Linked DNA regions of Mus musculus: region 2 is linked to region 1. A link is a contact called in public ChIA-PET data. All regions are on one chromosome and are shown on one strand. The core of a region is the stretch at or near the end of the contact, and the rest is flanking DNA. Distances in the headings are between cores, read along the strand shown. Region 1 overlaps Trmt11 (tRNA methyltransferase 11). Region 2 overlaps Ncoa7 (nuclear receptor coactivator 7).

What was found. ChIA-PET counts read pairs in DNA pulled down with a chosen protein or histone mark.
Region 2: a contact with region 1 is called in an RNA polymerase II ChIA-PET map of memory CD8 T cells, with 9 read pairs. The contact joins two enhancer-like sites. A contact is called at or near these places in 2 of 115 datasets of contacts at active chromatin or transcription factors (effector CD8 T cells and memory CD8 T cells) and 2 of 9 other capture datasets (adipose tissue and liver).

Annotation. Positions count from the first base shown.
Region 1 is chr10:30,549,224-30,551,923 of GRCm38.p6, reverse strand. All of the region lies in intron 11 of Trmt11 (tRNA methyltransferase 11), which reads left to right. Among named protein-coding and RNA genes, the nearest start is that of Trmt11, 50 kb to the left of the region's middle. Within about 2 kb of position 1,268, at least 20 of the 459 cell types and tissues checked have an H3K27ac peak or open chromatin away from gene starts, as enhancers often do. A contact at or near this core is called in memory CD8 T cells, where this site is marked.
Region 2 is chr10:30,717,704-30,720,403 of GRCm38.p6, reverse strand. The region is part of intron 3 of Ncoa7 (nuclear receptor coactivator 7); the gene reads left to right. Among named protein-coding and RNA genes, the nearest start is that of Ncoa7, 84 kb to the left of the region's middle. Within about 2 kb of position 1,268, at least 27 of the 459 cell types and tissues checked have an H3K27ac peak or open chromatin away from gene starts, as enhancers often do. A contact at or near this core is called in memory CD8 T cells, where this site is marked.

The DNA.
Region 1 (2,700 bases), core at 19-2,518:
AAAAGCCCAAACAAGACTAAATATTGATATATTTATAGAACAGAACTTTATTCAGCTGTTAAATAAAATTACGAAATATGCGAGTAAATGGAGGGAACTAGAAAAAAAGTCCTCCTGACTGAAGTAACCCAGACCCCAAAAGACAAATAGTATACGTTTTCTCTCATATGTGGATGTTAGGTTACCGTTTAAGCATTCGATGAACATGCTACAAACTGTATAACCATAGAGGTTAGGTACAGAGTAAGAGACAAGTGGGAAGGTGGGGCAGGGAAATCTCTCAAGGAAGGGGAAATAGGGCACACATTTGGGATTGGAGCAGGGGATTAAATGGGGGGAGAGATGGAAGAAAGGAAAGGGGAGGGATATGGAAAGGAGCAACTAACACTTAGAGGTGTTTGAGAGTCATGTGAAAACTGAAGAAGCTTAAATTGTTTACACACATAAGAGACGTCTAAAAAGTATCACCAAATAACAGGGGTGACTGTACCCCAACGAGACGTGAGTGCCAGGAATAAGGTAGAGCTAGTTTGTGTTCCTTTGTAGACGTTTCATTTGAGGATAGATTTCTCCCAGCTGTGTAGCTAGCTCAAGTGGGAAGAGTACTGTGGAAATCTACTGGTTGATTTGTGTCAGTTATTTCCAGATCCTCCCATGCTCATTATTAGATCTCTGTTGTCTCTTCACTACATTCTGATATTGGTGGGTTTAATATTCATGGCTTCCTCTGGCTGAAACGAAACTGAAACAGAGCAGAGATTCGTCTCAGAGCTGCAGAGCTCCTGAGTGAGTCCACTTGCTTGCTCAGGTTCCACAAATCCATGGAGCTTTTGTTATCTAATTTCTTTTTGCCAACTGTTAAACTGTCTAGAAATGTTCTTTGTGGAAGATAGAAATCCAGCTGCTGGTGTTACTGATAGAAGTGACAGCAAGGCCAGCAAGGTGGCTTGCTACGTTGCACAGGCCCGGTGACCCAGAGTTTGATTCCACAGACACCATGTTGTAGAAGGAGAAGATTCCTGAAAGTTGTTCTCCAAGCTCAGCAGGTGTGTGTGGCACCTGTATGCACATGTTCATGAAATAAAGTTTTAAAAAGGAATATGATTAACATACATATATCAAAAATTTCTATTATATCCCATAACCATATGTTCAAATTATCAGTTAAAATAAAGTGTGGGCGCTAGCAGCATGGCTTACCAGTTACGAGTGCTTGCTGTTCTTCCAGCAGACCTGAGGTCAGTTCCCAGAACCTCCACGGGGCTGCTCATCACTAGCTTCCTCCAGCCCTGGGCCTTCTGTGGCCTCTGAGGAAACCCACACACAGGTAGCAAACATACACGGAGACACATAAAATATAAATGATGTCCAAGGAGCTTAATAACATGTCTCAAGATTTTAGGAATATATTTTAATGTATTCAGTAGATTTATGGAAGAGAACATCTTTTTGTCCTTATCTAGGAAACAAAGAATGATTCAGTTCAGTGGTCAGTAAATTTGCAGTCTGTTTTTCAGGCGGGAGGTGAAATATATAACATTTAGAAAGAACTTAACATTTTATAGGAAGAAGAGTGACTGAGAAGTGACTCATGGAAGAGCTAGAGGCTTATGTGTATAACTAGTTTTGCTTTTAGAAACCTCTTGGATATCATTTGCATTCATGCATTTCCCACTATACACTTCTCTTTCCTGTGGTTTGTAGTATTTCCACAAAATTGTGCAACCGTCCCACTATAAAGACAACCGCCCCACAGGAAACGTCATTTACTCCCAAAGAAACCCCCAAGTGGAGTTACCCCTCCTCCTGCCTTTAGCAACCACTGATCTAAATCTGTGTGGTTTGCCTGTTTGGTCTGATTTCAGTTTTAAATAGGTAACTTAAGTTACAGGGAAACAGTAATAAAATCAGAGTTAGGTATTAATATAATTGTCTAGGCAAAGTACAGATTTAATAGTTGGCAAACAGTCCACTAATACGGAATTCCGTATACACTGAAGATGTTTTTAAGCTACTATTCAAATTTTCAGTATTATTTTGGACATATGTTTTCCATTGATTTGGTCATTCATATATAAAGTTAGTCCTCTATACCTGTGGTTTCTATATCTGGATTCAGCCAATCTTCAATGAAAAATTGAATTTGGAGTATAATAGTTTTACACATACTAAACCTAAGACTTTTTATTCTTACCATTTTCACAGTAATTCAGTATAGCAAGTACCATTTATATTTGTGTTAGGTATTCTGAGTAATCTAAAGATGATTTAAAGGATACAGGAGATTATACATAGATTATGCAAATGTCTCCCAACTTGCTGTTAGGTATTCTGAGTAATCTAAAGATGATTTAAAGAATACAGGAGATTATACATAATTATGCAAATGTCTCCCGACTTGCCGGACTCTTTGGATTACTGTATAGGGTAGGAGGTGTCCTACAGCCAGTCCATAGATACAGCGGACTGTAAGAGGCTAATGAGAAAGGAGGTTTCTCACAGTAATGTTGGGAGTCCAAAATAAAAAACCAACCTCCAAATATCTTTATATGCTGTCGAACAAATCCTGTGGTTTGTGCCTACCATACCCTACTCAAAAGAGAAAGCTAGCTACTGGCAACTTTGTTTGAGCAATACTAGCATTATTCATGTCATTTAATATTACTTTTAATTATTTTTTTACAGGTGAATTTGATTTAT
Region 2 (2,700 bases), core at 19-2,518, 170 kb before region 1:
AGAAAGTTGTATTGAGTCCTATTTTGATTGACTTCTTGCTTTGTTTGTTTCTACTGCAGGGGAATCTGTTGAAAGTGTGTTGTTGAGTTTAAAATGGCATCCCTGTCTTTATCCTGCTTACTCACTCTTACCTCACAAAATACGTTCAGTTACCTTCTGTTCTGACACTTCCTTCCTGTCTCTGTCCAGGCCAAGCCAGTTCTCAACCATTTTCATGGATGATCAGTGCAGTGCAGGATGACCTTCACAAGCACTGTCCCATCTCAGTGCAGTGCAGGATGACCTTGACAAGCACTGGCCCACTTCAGTGCAGTGCAGGATGACCTTGACAAGCATTGTCCCATCTCAGTGCAGTGTAACCATTCTCTGGTTGCAGATGATTTAGACCCTATAGTGTCTCCACCTTGACAGGTGCTCTTTGTGTGTGTGTCTGCATATATGATGGACATATCTGTGTTCATTTGTGTGAGTGGAGACCAATCTTGGGTGCTATTCATCACCATCTACCTTGTATTTTGTACAGGGTCTCTCACGGACCTATAACTCATCTGGTAGGCTAGCCTCTAAGCCTCAAAGTTCTACCTAGCTCTGCCTCCTGGTGCTGAGATTATAAAAATGGGCCATTCTTCCAGATTTGTATATGTATGTGTGGAGGAGTGGGTAGATTTTGAGAAACTCACTCTGTAGATCAGGCTGGCCTCAAATTCAGAGATCCATTTGCCTTTGACTCCTAAGTGCTGGGATTAAAGGCATGTGCCTCAACCTCCAGGCCAGACATTTTCTTAGTTTACATAATAGAGATTGGCACTCAGGTCTTTTAGCACTTCACTCAGTTACCTCCCTATCCTGACAGATGTGTTTTAAATGTGCATTCTGTAGAAGATCAAACATATAGATGAATGAATACTCTTGTAATATTTGGCTCCATTTCCGGATAAGTCTACAGGATATTGGTAAACAGTGAAGTCATTTAGTTGAAATTGCTGTGTGGTTTTCCTTGTTAATAGTAAGAGATGCCATTATATCAACCCTCAAGAATGACAGTAATGGCCATTGGTTTGGATATTTGGGGAATTTCATCAGGAGACTCCAGTGCTGGGATCAAACCTCTGGGTGGGGCTTCATTTGCTCTAACCACATTTGACCATAGTTCCATAGTTGACAAATGCCCACTCAGCCCACTCAGATTTGATTAGCCTCGTAGAGTCTGTTGCCTTTCAGAGTCCCATCCCAGGATGTAGTTCTATACCACTAGGGGGAGCATCAGACCTTGAGCTAAGAGTCATTCCTGTTAGAGAACACTGCCTCTTTCGGTGTTGCTCCTAAGTGGCCAGATAGTGAGGGGACTTGACAGTGGGTGGATCTTGTCTGCTAAGGATTTAGATTTGCCTGGTAAAACTCAAAGAAAGTTGGGGGAAGTGCCATTATTTCCCAGACGAATCTGAATTGATGAAGGCAGGCTGTACTGATCAGAGACAAGCCCTTAGGGAAATGAAGTGCTGAGGAGAGATTCTGCTCACAGGTAGAACAGTATATGCTAATTAGTATCGTGCATGAGGAAGAAAAAGAGCAGTCAGTACATGACAAATTTGAACTCAGGAATGAGGAAGGATTTTGTGTTTAGAGATGAGATTTTGAAAGTCTAAGTCATTTTTCTCAAGGGGCCTAGAGATGCCTGTTTATTGCTTTTTTACAGATGTGAGGTGAAATCTATATGTAAAAGATGCGATCCCAGGAACAGAGGTCAAAATGAGCTAGTGGTGCTAAGAGAGAACATGAACTTAGCAGTGCATAATGGAAAAAGGTATAGGTGAGAGTTGACCTATCTGGGTACAGAAAGTATAAAGCAGTCTGCCTACCTGTCTGTCTGTCTGTCTGTCTATCTGCCTGCCTGCCTGCCTGTCTGTTTTAATCTTAAGACAGGGTCTCACTCTGTAGCTCTGGCTATACTGGGATACAATATGTAGAGCAAGCTGGCCTCACACTCACCTTCCTCTGCCTCCTTGTGCCATGATGCCCTGCAGGATTGTTTCCTTTATTTGTTGAATTTTATGCATTAAAGAACTATTTCAAATATTAGCATACAGGGAAAAGCAGAACTTAATAGCATGACAAAGCAAAAGCAAAGGCCTTGTAAAAAGAATATTTATTATGCAAGTACAGAGTTTGTTGAAAGCAGTTACTTCCAATTGTTGCCCATTCTGCATATACAATGTAATTTCCCAGAACTAAAGAAGGATATTTTGACAAAATGTTTTTATTTTTTCAAATAGATTTATCTGTGACTCCTTGCAGCCTTGAGCAATACGTCATTGCTATCTCCTTATACAGTGATAACATGCAAAAGAATATTATGGAGAGACTGAGTCACTAGAATTGCCTCATTATAACAACATGGTCCTGATTCTGTAAATGTTCTGTTCTGTTTTTGAGAAGAGATTAGGAAAGGAAGTAATCATATTAAGACAGTTTGTATCATATAATTTGAGATCTAGTACCTAGCACAGCACCAAGTAGGTAAATATCAGAATGTTTCTAGAACAAGTGAATTCAACCTTTCTGTGCTTGCATTAATATTTGCTAATATGTAGGACTGCTTTCACTTACTCTGTTTATATGGTATAAACTCTTAAGAAGTTTTGTAGGGGATGGAGAGATGACTTAGAGGCTAAGAACATTTGCTGAGCTTACAGGGGACCC